Regions from separate parts of the Pan troglodytes genome. Here region 1 is linked to region 2. Evidence: chromatin contacts called from public HiChIP or PLAC-seq data. All regions are on one chromosome and are shown on one strand. The core of a region is the stretch at or near the end of the contact, and the rest is flanking DNA. Distances in the headings are between cores, read along the strand shown. Region 1 holds the start of HEATR1 (HEAT repeat containing 1). Region 2 holds the start of MTR (5-methyltetrahydrofolate-homocysteine methyltransferase).

Region 1 (2,700 bases), core at 174-2,673, 190 kb after region 2:
AATGAAATAGGTACTACTAGAATTTTCATGTTATTCTCTGCAAGGCACTCAACACCACATGAAAAGAAGATTATTAACGGTCAGTAGAAATACTAATAACTGAAGAAAATATTTGGTTGTTTTCAATGCTTTTAAAGCAAACCAACAAAAGATTGTTTGTAAATGGGAGAGAATCTGCATGAGGTATAGACAACCAGGGCCTCCAAATTTGTAGCTGTGTTTCTGACATTCTCCAGGGAAGACGGTTACAGAAAGACTTGACCCCCTGGCCCCGCAGAGCTCTTCGGAGAAATTAATGCATCCAGAAAAGACAGAGCATCAGATCTCACTCCTTCGTCTGGAAGACGAAGTTCATCCTAGTTCTAGCGCATACCAGTGTTTTGGAAACAGATTAGGTATATTCATACATAAGGATACTCTTCTGCAACACTATCTGTAGTGAGGCCAAGAAGACCAGTGGTTGCGGGAATCTTCGCAAACAGGCAAGAGACAATTTTTAGGGGCGATGGAAACTGTCATTTTGACTGGGGAGGTCATTACACCTATACATGCATTTGCTAAAAGTCATCAAACTCTTCCACTGACGTGGGTGCAACCATTGTTTGTAAATTATACCTCAACAGGATTCGATTAATTTATTTATTGAGACAGTCTCGCTCTGTGGAGTACAGTGGTGCGATCTTGGCCCACTGCAACCTCCGACTCCCGGGTTCCAGCGATTCTTCTGCCTCAGCTTTCCTAGTAGCTGGGATTACAGGCGCCCGCCACCACGTCCGGCTAATTCTTTTATTTTTAGTAGAGACGGGGTTTCGCTATGTTGGCCAGGCTGGTCCCGAACTCCTGACCTCAGGTGATCAGCCCGCCTGAGCTTCCCAAAGTGCTCGGATTACAGGCCGCGCCTGACTAGGATTCGTTTTGAAAGAAGAAAATATATGCCATTTACCCCTCGGGAATGGAAACATAGAGGAGTGACAAGATCTCCCCCAAGCTCTGGGGCGGTGGAGTCCAGCATTTATAGATCGGTTTGCACTAGGAGCAGAGGCTCCTTTCACGACAATCTCGGCCTCTTCCCACTTTGTAGAGTAAGTAACAAGCTCGGAGAGATGAAATAATTTGGTGGCGTTAACCCGGCCGACAGGCGCCAGCGCCAGGATTTGAACCCAAACCACGTGACTTCACAACCCGTAGCTTTCAGCACTACGCGGTGCCGCTGGCACCTAGTAAAGGCTGGATCACTATATACTGAAAGAATGTTTCCGGCTACGGATCCTTAAAGCCCACAGAAGGCCCATCCAGAGACCGAAAGCTTCAGACACAAGCCGCAGAGCAGACCGCTAGACCGGAGCTACAGAGGCGAAGCTCGGACTTGAGCCTGAGTCCGGCGGGCTGAGGGGCGGGCTTTCGTCTCGGGAGGCGGAGCTGTCTCGTCGCATTCCCGGCAAGCTTGAACCTCTTCACCTGCCGTAGTGCCTGCAGCCGGAAGTTGCTCTACAGCATGCTTTAGGTTTCCGGGTGAGGATTGGGCTCCTTGGTACCATGTGGGAAGTGCTGTGAAGAGTTGTTGCCTTCCAAGATATACCCAAATTCCCAGTTCTAGGTAAGGAGGAGCACAGAGCCGCTTGATGTGGCTGCGGATGGGGGCGGCATATCGAGGGAGGGTAAGAGTTTTCCGGATATCTGCGGAATCAGGGTTGAAGGAAAGCCTTGGCGCGGTCGCCGCTACTGTAATTAGTTGTTAACGCTGTTGCCATCGTCTTTGCATCTCCGGGGTCCACAAATCTCAGGACAGCCGCGTTGTGTGTCCATGACGGTGCTGAGTGCAGAAGAAAATTGTTTGTTTACGAGGCGCCTTATAGTTTCGTAGAAACTTATCAAAGTGCTTACTTTTTTTAGCCCGTGTCATTAAAACTCCGCTGGCGTGAAAGATGACGTCCTTAGCCCAGCAGCTGCAACGACTCGCCCTCCCTCAAAGTGATGCCAGCCTCTTATCTAGAGATGAAGTTGCTTCTTTGTTATTTGACCCTAAGGAAGCGGCCACAATCGACAGGGACACCGCCTTCGCCATTGGTGAGCCATCTTTTAACTTAGAAAAGCTCTTGGAAGCGTTTGTTTTCTGGATGTTACTTTTTTTTTTTTTTCCCTTGTTTTCTCTTCTGTCCCGTCCTTTTCCTTAGCAGTTTCTAGCATGTTGATGTATATTTTTAAGGGAAAGAGAACATAACAGTCAGGTGCTTGGTGCTTGAAATGTTTATGAGTAGAGGTATCTGGATTTCACAGATGAAGAAACAAAATTAGAGAGGTCAACTAATATGTCAAAGAGAAGAACAGCTAAAAGGGGGATGGAGGCAGTGACTGGGGTGACGGAGAAGTCCTCTCAGAGGACTGGCCTAGTTATTGTAGGGGATATCCAAAAAAAAAAAAGTGTTCCTTGCCATGAAGTACTTTCTGTTCTAGTAGATGAGATAGGATTTACTCTAAATGTTGAAAACTAGAAATCAGTGTTTGGGACTGTATTATAAATTATATGTACTTAAAGAATTCAGAAACTTCTTAGGGGTAAGTAAAACTGTAAAAGAGGGGTGGGATGAATTTGCTTACGAAGGATTGTTAAATAAACTGGCCTTTTTTGAAATTTAGGATGTACTGGCCTGGAAGAGTTGCTTGGAATTGATCCTTCCTTTGAGCAGTTTGAAGCACCGT
Region 2 (2,700 bases), core at 65-2,564:
TGAAGCTAAACATCCCCACTAAGTCATAGGATATTTACTGTTTTGTACTTATCACTAATTCTCGTTTCTACATCTCCTCACCCGTTTTTACGGGTGTATTTGTCCACAAATTATAATCAGGCATGATCTTAGAGATCTAGAGCTCGTTATAAAGCTAACATTACGTTCAGTTCTCGTGCTAAACTAGCTTTTTCTCACTGTTGATCCCAGGGCCACCAACATCAGAATCGCTTGAAATTACTACCTCCCATTTCGGTATCTGGAGGTGGGGTCTGCTCATCTATTTTAACATAGTGAGTCTATGCATATTGCAGTTTTGCAGCAGCGTGCGTAGAAGCAGAAAATAAAAAGTTCCATGTAGTAGTTTTAAATAGTTCTCTGAGTTTCCTCGTCTGTCTCTCCGCGCCTGAACTTTCTCTCGCAGTAGGTGCGCAATACATATTTACGAATAAGCGTCACACCATGCAAAAAAAAAAAACTTCCAGAGGGCCCAGCTGGTTTATGCTGCGTGGAACTGGAAAGTTTAGTTACTGTGACGTTAAGAATGTGTTTCGGGGGCGAGGGGAGGACGCTTTTTGCAGGTTTTGATGGTTTGCCTGGGGAGGAAGAGGTGAAGGTCGGACAAAGAGTGGAGCAAAACACGTAGCCCTCCGGGCTCCTGCGCTAAGTTCTAAAGGTGCCGCCCACACGCGGGGAAACACCGCCGGGCGTCTCCCGCTGCAGAAGGGAATCGCCCCAGGGATTAGGAGGCCACAGCACGAGTTAAGAAACACAACCCAACCACGCAGACGGGGTCGCAGCGTTACCGGGTTGCGACAGGTCTTGGAGCGCAGGTGACATGTTGTCGAGTCTCCTCCTCGCGCAGAGGGCGCGGCAGAGAAGACGTGCTCTCCACAGGTGACGACGGCCAAGGGCCACGCCAGCTAGCGCCAGGCGAGCCTGCCACACAAGGCCCGGGTCTTTTGACGCCTCCCGTTGGCTCGCGTCGCGGGGGGACTGCGGACCCCGAAAGCCCGCAGCGCCCTAGGGCCTCTCTCGGGGCTGGGCGCGGGGCTGAGGGGCAGACGCGCGGCGCGGCAACTGCTGGAGCACGTGCTTTCTTCCCGGGTACCCGGCCAGTCCTTGGTGTCGGCCTAGCAGCCAGACACGCGCGGCCAGAGGCGGAGTCGCGGGACGGCACGGAAAAGGGCCCAAGAGAAAACCCGGAGAGGAGGACGACGTGACATCCGGCTATGAGCCCCGCAGACGTTTAGGGCCTTTCAGAGCGCGGTTAGTTCTGCGCTCAATCTATCCTCGGCGTGGGAGGTCCCGCCCCTTCCGGCCTGTGATTGGTCTGCACGAGCTCCTCGCAGCCACATTGGCTGTCAATATCAACCAATGACCTGCTGTTTAGCCCCGGGGCTCTCTGGGAGATGTAGTCCCGCTCCCCAGTTTCCCGCGGGGGCTTTTCGCGTCTCTGTGCCCAGGATCCGGAAGTGTAAGTCGAAGTGGCCCCTCTAAGGAAAAGTCACAGCGCCAAGTTCGTGCTGATCTCGACACGCTGTGTGGTGTCGAGCCTGAAATTTTAGTTCCGTTTTGCTGTTGACTTGCGCTGGGCAAGGCAGTGAACCTCTCAGTCTCCACACTCTACAAACAAGAATGATAGGATGGTAGTAATTAGAATTTTTTAGGGTTGTAGTAGGCGTTAAATGACATCGTTTGACGGCGCTATGAAAACTCTGAATTACCATATGGGGGTGTTAATTGTAACTTATTGACAGTAAACATATATTGAGCACCTACTATGTGTCAGGCATTGGGGTACACACTTGGAATGCAAAATCAGACAAGCTACATCGCACCCTCACCTCCTTGGAGGAGGAACTCACAACCTAGTTAGATTAACAATTGAACAGGGAAAAAAGAACCACATACATTTTAAAAGAGCTGCAGTATTCAAAGGGGCCAGGGAAAGGTTTCAAAGAAGAATCTGGGTCCCGAAGGAAGAGTGGTGCCAGGTAAGGTTGTTCCAGTCAGGAGAAGCTCCCTGTGTACAACACAGCACTTTAGGGAATTCTAAAATAAAGGGCAGCTCTGTAAGGCCGAGCATGGTAGATGTGAGAAAAAGCAAATTCATCTAGAAAAATCTCTGTAAGGCTGAGCATGGTAGATGTAAGGAAAAGCAAATGCATCCAGAAAAATAAAAATTATAACCAAATTATGACGTTTACTAAGCTTTAAAAAAGGCACAAATTTGCATGCCATTCTCATTTTATTGTATGTAATTGTACCTCAATTTTGAAGATTTGAAAAATTATTATAATGCATATCACATTCTTACCAAGACCATCTTACCAAAGATGGTCTTACTTGGAAGGTGGGGGGAATGGAGTAGGTGAGAGAGAATGCAACAAAGAAGGGAGGGAGGAATGAGATGGCCCTAAATAGCCAAAAATCTTAAGATTATAAGGGCCAGGGTGAGAGTGGGTGAGGGATAAACGACTACACATTGGGTGCAGTGTCCACTGCCTAGGTGATGGGTGCACCAAACTCTCAAATCACCACTAAAGAACTTATTCATGTAACTAAACACCACCTGCTCCCCAAAAACCTATTGAAATAAATAAGTTAAAAAAAAAAAAGAAGAAGAAAAAGAGGAAAGAAAAAAAAGCAAGGTCTTCTATGCTGAACTTATTAAATTATTTATCCAGGCTTGATAAA

What was found. HiChIP or PLAC-seq counts read pairs in DNA pulled down with a chosen protein or histone mark.
Region 1: a contact with region 2 is called in an H3K4me3 HiChIP or PLAC-seq map of stem cell-derived excitatory neurons, with 6 times the contacts expected there. The contact joins the promoter of HEATR1 here to the promoter of MTR in region 2. A contact is called at or near these places in 1 of 7 Hi-C or Micro-C datasets (stem cell-derived neural progenitor cells) and 1 of 1 datasets of contacts at active chromatin or transcription factors (stem cell-derived excitatory neurons).

The regions. Positions count from the first base shown.
Region 1 is chr1:12,558,512-12,561,211 of NHGRI_mPanTro3-v2.0_pri, forward strand. HEATR1 (HEAT repeat containing 1) reads left to right here and starts at 1,424. Exons shown (of 45, transcript XM_001157116.8): 1 at 1,424-1,597; 2 at 1,894-2,067; 3 at 2,638-2,700. The coding sequence starts at 1,926.
Region 2 is chr1:12,370,516-12,373,215 of NHGRI_mPanTro3-v2.0_pri, forward strand. It overlaps MTR (5-methyltetrahydrofolate-homocysteine methyltransferase), which reads right to left and starts at 1,315. Exons shown (of 33, transcript XM_514294.9): 1 at 807-1,315. The coding sequence starts at 840.